Linked DNA regions of Mus musculus: region 1 is linked to region 2. A link is a contact called in public Micro-C data. All regions are on one chromosome and are shown on one strand. The core of a region is the stretch at or near the end of the contact, and the rest is flanking DNA. Distances in the headings are between cores, read along the strand shown. Region 1 overlaps Med13l (mediator complex subunit 13-like). Region 2 has its middle 23 kb from the start of Gm30657.

The links. Hi-C and Micro-C count contacts between places; a contact is called where the count stands out from the background.
Region 1: a Micro-C map of embryonic stem cells shows a contact between it and region 2, with 4 times the contacts expected there. The contact joins two enhancer-like sites. A contact is called at or near these places in 1 of 15 datasets of contacts at CTCF or cohesin (stem cell-derived epiblast-like cells), 13 of 484 Hi-C or Micro-C datasets (the G1E-ER4 cell line, embryonic stem cells and trophoblast stem cells), 9 of 115 datasets of contacts at active chromatin or transcription factors (all in embryonic stem cells) and 1 of 9 other capture datasets (embryonic stem cells).

Annotation. Positions count from the first base shown.
Region 1 is chr5:118,758,883-118,764,282 of GRCm38.p6, forward strand. Med13l (mediator complex subunit 13-like) reads left to right here. Exons shown (of 31, transcript NM_172424.4): 29 at 220-381; 30 at 2,404-2,516; 31 at 3,819-5,400. The coding sequence ends at 3,951. Among named protein-coding and RNA genes, the nearest start is that of Gm42015, 82 kb to the right of the region's middle. Within about 2 kb of position 2,294, at least 17 of the 459 cell types and tissues checked have an H3K27ac peak or open chromatin away from gene starts, as enhancers often do. A contact at or near this core is called in embryonic stem cells and stem cell-derived epiblast-like cells, where this site is marked.
Region 2 is chr5:118,434,088-118,439,576 of GRCm38.p6, forward strand. No RefSeq gene overlaps it. Among named protein-coding and RNA genes, the nearest start is that of Gm30657, 23 kb to the left of the region's middle. RefSeq lists cis regulatory regions at 1-5,489, 1-5,489 and enhancers at 1-967, 564-1,946, 1,957-3,896. Within about 2 kb of position 1,409, at least 35 of the 459 cell types and tissues checked have an H3K27ac peak or open chromatin away from gene starts, as enhancers often do. A contact at or near this core is called in embryonic stem cells and stem cell-derived epiblast-like cells, where this site is marked.

The DNA of each region.
Region 1 (5,400 bases), core at 1,044-3,543, 330 kb after region 2:
CTGTATCCATTTTTCCAAAACCTTTGTCTGGTCGATAGTGTTTGTCAGATGCCTGACTTCACTGCAGAGACCTGTGTATTCCAGGTCACATTGCTTAGTCCCCAAGGGCTTTGGTGGGAGGTACTGCAGGCAGGGGACTGTCACTAGTGTGCATAGTCAAGATGAAAGCTGCTGTTAGTGCCTGGTGATGCTCATTGTGCTTTGGGCCTTGTTTTTCAGAGCCAGGGAGAGCGGCTTCTGTCTCGGGAGGCTCCAGAGGAACTCAAGCAGCAGCCCCTGGCCCTTGGGTATTTTGTGTCCACTGCCAAAGCGGAGAACCTCCCGCAGTGGTTTTGGTCATCGTGCCCCCAGGCCCGGAACCAGTGCCCACTCTTCCTGAAGGTTGGTAGATGCACGCTGGGGTTTAAGACAAGTCTCTGGCATGTGTTTTCATTTGGTTGGAGCTAGAAATCTCCTCTTCGCTGACCCAGGCTCTTTGTGCTCCTGTGTCACTTGTCACTTAAAGTCTGAGGAGGTTTTAGTTACAGAAGAGTGGACTTCAGAAAAGGGACCCCGACTTGCTGTCAAGAAGTGAGTTCACACAACCTGACTCTCCTAGTCGGTACTGATGACTGCCAGGAAGCCACAGCACAGTCCTACCTGGCTGCATACTGGAGCCGTCCTCCATAGAGCAGAGCCAGGGCCATTCAAACCTTTCACATCTGTGCGTTTTCCTCCTTGTATGGCTTTTATTGATTGTGCCCTTAAAACAAGGCCCACACGTGCAGAGTGTAAAGGAGCCTCAGAGGGCATCCATTTCTCATTTTTGGCAGAAAGAGAGAGAGGTTTGAGAGTATACCATGGTGGGAGCCATGGGGAGAGGACTCTTATAAGGGAGTCAACTGAGTGATGACAGCCCTGAGCTCCCCCTGTGGCACAGCATACCCACCTCCAGCCATTGGATGCTGGCAGATGTGAGAAATGATGTAGGTACTTATCATGCCCATGCCTGGCTGTGAAGGTGGCTGAGGTGGGAGGTCATATGACTTGTGAGCTGAAACAAGGCTGAAGGGCACAGCAACCCTGCCACAGAGTAAGCCAGCCCAGTGACGGGAGCAAGAGATGAGGGGAAGCGGCATGCCGTGCTGTGAGTAAGGGCCAGCTGAGCCAGCTCTGCAGCACTGGTGTCGTCTCAGTGGGCAGAGCTGTGAGCCACTCTTGTGTGGCATGGAGGGGACATGGAGTAACCTGTGGGAAATACTCCAGTGTAGGAGGGACACCTAGTCAGTCAGCAGAGCAGGGAGAGTCCCCAGGACTGTTAGGGTCGTATCCAAACAGGAGGTGACAAACAGGCGGTAGTGTGTCACTCTACTCAGAGATACCAGGCACAGGCGGGCACGGAACGCTGTGATGGAGCGCCTTGCTCACCTGACAGCTGAGCATGAAGGAAATGGCCGTTTCCTTCGTGGAGGTTAGTCTCTGTCTGTATTGGGACAGCAGACAGTCAGCGCCTCTGTGTCCTCTGATTATGTGCCCACCTTGTGGAATGCGCCTGCCTGCCTGTCCTCGAGGTCCTCTGCCTGCCCACCCTGGAGGTGCACCTGCAATTAAATCTCCAGATCAGACAGTAGGGATTGTGAGGGGTCTGAAGGGTAGAGGGGTTGAGAAGCCCCACAGTATGAAGAGCCACATCTAGACTGCAGAGCCTCGACACCCCTCACGGCAGCTTAGCCCATAGCTGGAGGACGGAAGAGAAAGTTTTGAGAACATCAGAGAGACTTGACTATATAGCCCATTAGCTGATACAAAGGAATCACATTCAGTGTGCGCGCGCGATACAGTTCTTAAAGGTTCTCATCTGTAAGCATTACTTCCTAAATTTACAAGAGAAATGATAGAGTATTTGGTTTGTTTTAAAATATTTCAAAGGTAAAATACTGAAAAGAAAGTGACAAATAGTGGCCACTGTCCCAGCTTTGGTGGCAGGGCATACAGCACTACATAGGAACTGCTGTTTCATGTGCTCGACTGTTGTGTTAGAAGCAAGGTATGCTGGTGAGATGGCCCAGTCAGTCAGAGAGCCCCCAAGCCCCGGCCGGGTGCGTCTGGTGGCAGGGATCAGTGCGCCAGGCTGTCTTCTGACCTCACGTGTGTGCTGTTGAGTGCACACACACCAGTCAGCTTGTTTTCTCAAGAAGCAAAATGAAGTCGGTTAGACCAGAAAGAGAGGCCCCTGAAACTAGTGTTGAGCTTACCTCTAGGACAGTAGTGTGTCCCAGGAGATGACTCAGCAGTTGGGACTCAGGCACACAGCAGCCTGCCTCTGCATGACTGAGGAGCCGGAGCCTGGGCTGGGGCCGCGCTCATTCTCCACTGTGCTGCTCTGCACCTGGAAAGAAACAAAGTTCTCGGGTCTTTCCCCAGGCTTCCCTGCATCACCACATCTCTGTAGCGCAGACCGATGAGCTCCTTCCTGCCAGGACCTCTCAGCGGGCTCCACACCCTCTGGACTCCAAGACCACATCTGACGTTCTAAGGTAGCTCTGACTGAGTGGGAAAGTGGCGCTCCTTCCTCCTTGCCCCTGAGGAGTGCAGGACAGGGTGGTGCTCAGAGACACTGCTGCTTGTGCAGAGCAGCAGAGTCCACTTCTCCCCACGGTGCAGGGACACACAGTGTGTGCACTCAGTTCACCACACAGGAGGTGCAGGGACACTTCATTTCCTATTCCAAAGAGGTGATGCAGGTGTCAGCCCTGGGCAGAAGAACAAAGGTTAGGGAGCAGAGCCTGGGAGTGGCTCTGCATGGAAAACTCAGTTTGACCTTCTCTGCCACAGATAAGTATGTTCGATTGACTAGAGCACTAATTCTTTGTTATGGAATGCACCTCAGATGCACGGACTCTGTTTCACTGTTTTCATCAGGGCATAAAATTTAATGGTGCATGCCTGTAATCCCAGAACTTGAAAGAGAAGGCTAAAGAACCAGGAGTTGAAAGTCATCCTTACTTACTTACTGAGTTCAAGCCCAGAGTCCAGCCTGAGCTCCGGAGACACTGTGTGGATGTGCATGTGTGTGCATGTGGATGCACGTGCCAGATGCCAGCCAGTCTCTTCCTGTCTCTCACCGTGCTCCTGAGATTGGCCTGTGTCCACCTCCTCTCCCCTTCCCTCCTCCTGCTATTGGATTATAGTGTGCACTGTTGCTCACTGCTTTACACGGGTTCTGGGGCACACACTCAGCCTTTCTGTCACTAGCTGAGATATTGCCCCAGACCCAAGACTGGATCTTCAAAACAACAAGCAGACAGAAGCTATCCTGTGCCTTGAGAGCTGAGCCTTTCTGGGTGCTCTCTGATGTACTGTGGTTTGGAAATGGGCGATGGACAGGTGCCTCACTAGCAACTTGGCCCCCAGGGTCTCTGATGGAACAGAGAGCAAGGGTCTTGTGCAAGTTAAGTACAACCATGCACACCTAGGATACCCATGCACACCCAGGCAGACAACTAAGGCTGTGGTCAAAAGTATCAGGCTAACCTGCCATAGAGAGCAAGGCCCTGTCCATCCCTGTTGATTTTTTTCCAGTGACCACATCAGAATAACATGGAGAAACTTGGAAAGCCGAGTGTCAGTAAAGTATTACATTCTGAACAATTCAATATGATCAGTATATTCTCATTTTGGCATCTAGCCAACATGAAACAGTTTTCATTCAGTGGCTTCCTGATCCTGGAGGCCCTGAGGTGGCCATGCTGGTGTGCAGGGACGCAGGGTGGGCCACGTGGGCCCCACACACCCCAAGCCTGTGGCCCAGAAGCTGACCTCTGTGCTCTCCCTGGCAGGTTTGTGCTGGAGCAGTACAACGCCCTATCCTGGCTCACGTGCAATCCAGCCACCCAGGACCGCACTTCCTGCCTTCCCGTCCACTTCGTGGTGCTCACGCAGCTGTACAATGCCATCATGAACATGCTCTAACCGGGAAGGGAAGCGCTTGCCCTCTGCCTCAGCTCCTCCTGCAGCCTTGGCCAGGGAGCCTGCTCCACTCTGCAAATGCCCGGCCTTTTTTAGAGCACTCCCTATACCCCGCACTGTGACGCCTTCTGAGCAGGCTCATGCTCCTCCTGCAGTGTTCATTGCCACAGTGACTTCTTGACGTGTCTCACGAGGACCTGGAAATTTCCATAAGCAGTGACTTGAGCCAATGTGTGATATGTGCAGCCTGCAGTCCCCGGGAAGTGGCGGCTGTTGGTGGCTGAAGAGGCAAGGAGAAGAGACACCGTCCTTTTGCACAAGAGCCTGCTCTCAGCCTCTGTTTAGTACCAGGCTGTCCAGCCCTCTGAATGCAATCCTCTAGCCAATGGTGGATGCCTGGGGGTCTCCCATACTTCATAACCTGGGATGTGTCACAACTAAGAGCCAGCTCCAGGACAGGATCTAGTGCTGGGGCCTCTGCCTCCCCCGCCTGTCAGGAGGGTTTTAGTTGATGGCACACCTGTGTAGACACAGGAGGTCTGGGGACAGCTGCATTCTGTTTATTTATTTTTCATTTTGTTGTAAGTTTTTTTGCGACTTTGTTTTTTCTAATCTTGAGGACCAGGTACAGTAGCTGAAGCCCACTGAGACCCACCGTAGGATTCTCTGAGTACATACCTCTGTCCTAGAAGCCAAGAAAGGAGTGAGAAGAAGCGGGGAGGCCACCTAGTGGTAGACTCGGTCAGACAGTCTGTGGCTGCAGCCTGTGTAGGTTGCACCCCTATATGAAGATGGTCAGGCTCAGCCCCGAGCTGGAGGCAAGGACCTTCATCACTTCTCTATACAGTCACATGGAAATACCTTTTCTAGAGAATTCTTACAGAAAGCCAGGTCTCTCCTTTCATTAGATCAAAAGGGACTCGTGTACATATCACAACCAAAGTGTTTGCTCACGAAACCAGTTACAAACACAGTGAATTTTTTCTGGACCATAGGAATATTGTTTCAAAGAAATAGTGCAACTCAACCGTTACATCAGTACTTGAAGCTGAGCCTCTATGTGGGACTTTAAAAAAAAAAAAAAAAGCCTTTTTAAAGCATTCGCAGCTGATTGAAGTATTCTTGACTCCCTGTCCCAGACCTTAGGGTTGACTTTGAAACCCTGTTTCTAGCCCTTATGTCGTATGTTTCTGTCTGTGGGTGGTGGGTGTAGACCGGCTTCCCAGAGCCTCCTGACAGGCCCGGCACTGAGCCCGGCTCCCGTGGGAGAGTCATGCAAACTAAGTTCTTCCAAGAGACTTTCATGTCCTGGTTATTAACAAAGAAAAGGAAAAAAATGTAATAATTGATATGGTTTTGTAAAAGTATTTTTCTTGAGATAATCTAACGTTTAAAACATTATATTAACATGTGGTGGGGATGTGAAAGCAGAGAAATAACTTGTACATGGGT
Region 2 (5,489 bases), core at 159-2,658:
CTCTCTCTCTCTCTCTCTCTCTCTCTCTCTCCTCTCTCACATTTTCATTTTCTTTCTTTTTTTTTCTGGGCTGTGAATTTGTTTTTAAAAACTTACTTTTTTGTTTGGAGGGTGTTTTGTTTCTTTTTAAAATTTTTATTGGCTATTTTATTTACTTTGTTTACACATTTTAACTTTTGTGGGGTTTTTTAAAAAAAAGATTTATTTATTTTACGTATAGGAGTACACTGTAGCTATCTTCAGACACACCAGAAGAGGGCATCAGATCCCATGACAGATGGTTGTGAGCAACCATGTGGTTGCTGGGAATTGAACTCAGGACCTCTGGAAGAGTGTTCAGTGTTCTTACCCCTGAGCCATCTCTCCAGCCCTTGTGGGGTTTGGTTGGTTGGTTTGGTTTGGTTTGGTTTGGTTTTTGTTTTTTTAACTTTTGAGTTCTTTATTTATTTGTGTGTTCATGGAATGAGTATGTGAAGATCAGAGAACAACCTACCAGGAGCTGGTCCTTTCTCCCATTCAAAGATTCATATGTTCAAGCTCTCTCAGCTCTTCTGAGGCCTATCAAAGGAAGGACCAAACCTCAGGTTTGCTCTCTCATTGGATATAATGAAAGAAATTCACAGTATTTGTGAGGCTGAAGCAGGAGGCCCTTAAATTTAAGGCCAGCTTGGGCTATAGAAGTGAAACTCTGTCTCAAAAGAACAGTGGGGCGAGCGGTACATATCAGTGTAATTCTGCACTCTGAGGCAGGGGATCATAGCCTTGAGGCCAGTTTGAGCTACATAAGCGATTCAGTCCCGGCCCCTCCCCACCACCAGTTGAACAAAACAAAAGCAAATGAGGGGTGGTGGTGCATACTTTTGAGACGTGGAGGCATTAGAAAGAAGTTCAAGGCCAGTCTGGGCTAGCCTAAGCCAAAGGATACCTTTTCTCAAACAAATCAAACAACCAGCCCATAACTCAATCATATTAACAACCAATCAAATAAACAAACGTGCAATTGCCACTTTGAAGCTGAGGGTAGGAACCGCTGGGATGAGATCATTGGGCACCCAGGGTGTCTGATTACATTCCCAGAATGCACCAGATAACCACAAAGGAAAAGACAGATTTGGGGTGCGGGAGCTGGGCCCGTAGCTGTGGCCTTCCTATTGGAGTGTGCCCACAGCCCAGACTGCGCTCTCATTGAAGCCATTTCTAAGGCACTCCGCGAGATTTATTGAATGCCTAGTAAGTGGATTAGAGCCAAGTACTGGAAGGAAAGACGATTGGGTCCTGGGCCTTAGAGAGTGCATTTTCAGCCCTAGAGATAAAATTCTTCCTGTCCCCGGGAAGCTGGTGGGTGTGTAGGGAGCGGATAAACAGTGCCTGGAGGCGCAGGGAGGCCATTTGTAAGTAGCAGCAGGTGGGCAGGTGGGACTGAGCGGCTGCGGAGGCGGGAACACCGCTTGCTGAGCTTAGGGGGAGAGTGTGAAGAGATAAAACCCTGAGGTAGCCACAAACCCTCCGGTCTGCCAGTTCCTAAATTCTGTCCCTTTCTGCCCCAAAGCTCTACCTCAGCCAGGCCTGTTTCAGACGCAGGATAAACTTTGGGATTTCCCCTCAATAGAGGGGAGGGGAGTCCGAAAGGAGAAAGGTAGGGTGGAGGATTCCTGGAGAAACTTCATCTACATAACAAGGAGAAAGAGAAAGCATGGAGGGATGCCCCCAGGGTGGCGTTTAGAGCTTAAATTTAGGAAAGCGCCCAAGGATTGAATTCTGCCTGGCTGCACTGAAGGCACCATCATAGCCAGAAGAGACTTGTGGGCACCCGTAGCTTCTACATCACGTCTTTACACACACACACACACACACACACACACACACACACACACACACACACAATCTCTAGCTAAGCCGAAGAGAACTTGGCCTGTGGACTCTGCCTGTCATGCCAACATTCTGTGCCTCAGTTTTCTCATCTGTGGTGTCGTTGTTGTTAAGTGGTTCATAATCATACCGCAGAAACGGCAGGTTTGGGTGACAACCCTACAGAGTAGATGACAGGTGTCTTAGGCTCACTACTGCGGTGGTGGATCACCATGACCAAAGCAACCTGGGGAGCAAAGGATTTATGTGGCACTGTGCGGTCACTGAAGGAAGTCAAGACAGGAAGTCAAACGGGGCTTGAACCTGGAGACCGGACCTGATCCAGAGGCCATGAAGGGAATGCGGCTTATTGGCTTGTTCCTGATGGCTTGCTCAGCCTGCTTTCGTATAGAACTCAGGACCACCAGCCCAGGTGTGGTCCCCATCCACAATGAGCTGTCCCACCCCCATAATAACCATTAATTAAGGAGATGCCCTGCATAGAGGCTTGCACGCAGCCAGATCTTAGGAAGATGTTTTCTACCTGAGGTTCCCTCCTCTCAGATGACCCTAGCCTGTGTCAAGTTGACATAAACCCAACCTGCACAGTGGGTGATGCTGACTGTCACCTTGATCTTTGAAGGTCATTTCTCTGTTTGTTTGGTCTCCCGCTGCACCCCAGGACTCACGCTGTCAATAGTCACAGCCTCCCCAGCTCCAACCACTCACATCCCGTCAGCCCATTCTGTAAATCCGGAATGCCAGGTGGAGTCCACACTACACAGGAGGGCCCCGTCTTTCAATGGGCTCCTCCTGGTACTCCCAGTAAGCCACTTCCCTGGCTTCAGGCCCCTACCGGTGAAAGAAAAGCTCTGGCGCAGGCAGTTAGCCCAAGAGGTATGGGGGCTGCAGGGGGTAGATTTACATTTTAAAAGCCCGAGGAAGGCCGAGGCTAGAGCCTCCTCCCCACCTGCCCGGGAGCTGCCGGTAGAATGGCAGAGTAGAGGCCAGATGAAAACCTAGAGACAGACTTCCAGACTGGAACTGCGCCTGCTCAGTACCTACAGCGCGGCCGTACACCGGATCACTGCCCACCGTGCTTAAAATTAAAGAGGTCTAGACACTAGAGCCAACACCAGTTGTGTCCCCAAGTCATGGGAGTACACACCGCATTGACCTCTAGTTTGTAGGTAAGGACACTCCTCGAAGAAGTTAAGTGCCTTGCAGGTAAAACATACAGCCCCCAGGCTACCGGGGTGGGGCATGGGGGAGGGGCGCTGGACCAAAGCGGGAAGTTCTTTCTCAATTCTCTACCTGAGGTTCAGGCCTAGAGGCCCACTCAGAGGGATGGAATGTCTGATGTGGCATTCCCCAACTCTCCCCACAGCCCCCCTCCCCCCATCGTCCCCCAAAGCCGTAGGGAGAATCTTCATTCACGTGCTGTCTCCAGTCTTAGAAAATCAGCACACCCACACACACCCTCAAGCCTTCAGCTGTCCCACACCCTCCCCTGGTCAAAGCTGATCTGTCAACTTCCGTCCCGGCTCCTATTTTAGAGTAGAAGGTTCCAAGAGCAAACAGGTTCCTCCGACTCGTTAATGGTCTGGATAGAATGTCAGCCTGGCCCTAGGCATACAATTCTCTTTTATGTTTTTTTTTTTTTTCTATAAAGCAAAGTTGCTGCATGATCCTATACGTTGCCAACTGCTCAACTAGCCTTTTTGCACGGAACGCCTTGTGGTTCTCAACCTTCCTAACTTTGTGACCCTTTAATGATGCTCCTCGTGTTGTGGACATACATTTTCATTGCTACTTCCTAACTGCAATTTTGCTACCGTTATGAATGGTAACGTGAATATCTAAGGGGACCTCCAAAGGGGTCGAGATCCACACAGGTTGTGAACCGCTGGTCTAAATGCCCCTGTGTTAGATCCAGGCTGACATTGTGCTGGTGGCTGCAGATCTGAGCAGAGGGAGCACCCACCTTAAGGCCAGAGAATGAGGGTTACAAGACGAAGACAGCTACCACAGAACTCTCCCTCCTGAACAAGTCGTCTCCCTCTGAGGTCTCAGTCCCAGCTAAGCTGCTGATAATTCAAGGGTTCCTCTGAGAAATCTCCTTCCCAGCCAGGTACCAGGCCTGCCCTCGGCCCCTTTTCAGCCTTTCAATTCTGCATTCACGGGTCTCATCACCCTAGGTGACCCCAGGATAGCTCCATTTCTTTCTGCATTTGTCAGATCTGGCTCTGTTTCCCTTTGGGCTCTGTCCAAAAGACAAGTTAACTCTCCAAGAATGAGGAGAGAGGACCTGGCGCCAGCCAGTTCCAGATTGGGCTGTCTATAGCAGCCATGGCCACTATTGTAAGAAAAGCGCGATTTCTAACATTCTGCAGGAGCTGTGGCTTTTCATTGTTTTTGCTGCAGGGGGAAGGGGGCAGAGAGATGAGTTCAGGGCTAGACCAGCACTCCGAGCCATGCCCCCGGGGATGGTGGGGGTTTGAAGACAGTTGAAAACAAGATCTGTCTCCAAAAAGTTAAAACAAAAGAAAAATCAAAAGTGAGACTTGTTTGGGAGAAAGGGCACTTTCCATTTTGAAGGAATTAGCATGCATTATAAAGGGCCTGAGGCCCAACACAGTGCTGCAGGCTTATAATCTAAGCACTTGGAAGGCCAGCTGATTTCTGTGAGTTCGAGGTCAGCCTGCTCTACAGAGTGAGTTCCAGGACAGCCAAGGCTACGCAGAGAAACCCTGTCTGGAAAAACCAATAATAATAATGATGGTGGTGGTGGTGATAATGGAAACAAAAGGCTTGAGGCTATGAGTTTTATCTCCCGCCCCCCCCCACACACACACACACTTCTTCCTCTCCCTTTCCCTTCCCCCACTCTCCTCATGTTCTCCGATGTCCTTCTACCTTCTGTTGTGAAAAGGAGTCCAAGCAGACACTGGACTCCTTGATTTTGGACTTTGCAACCTCTACAAGAGTAAGAAAGAACTCTATTTTATAGCATTAACCATCTACAGCATGTTCTTTCTGTCTGTCTGTCTGTCTGTCTGTCTGTCTTATCTCTCACGTTCTCCATTTCTGTGTGTGTGTGTGTGTGTGTGTATCTGCCTCTCCATCTCTCTCTCCCTGTCTCTCTCTCCCGTCTCTCTCTCCCTGCAACAGGAAAGAGACTGAGAGGGTCCTTTACATTCAGAACATTTTGAAACATTTCAAAAGTCTGAAGATCTAAGCTGTACACACTTAGTGCTTGCTGGTGGCCAGCTGGGCTCCCTCCTTCATATTCAGTGAAGGGTCAGCAACCTACAACCTGCGGTGCTGAATCCAGACCATATAGCCCTTTGGGCTATACCTGTTTCCTCTGAGTTGAATTAGTCTCCTCTTCAGAGGACAGTTTGGTGGAGCTGTCTCCAAGGGAAACAGAGAGTTCCCAGGATGAAACTTTCAGGACTCACCCATGAGGGGACGGGGCTTTCCAGTGACACAGCTGTCAGTCACCCATGCTCCTGTAGGCAACCCCAACACACTCAACAGCTCATGATCTGGACTTGTGTAGAATCATTTCTTGAGTCCTTATCTGAGGTAACCGGATGTTTGTTTCCGACTTTCTAGGAAGAATCACAGGGCAGCATTCG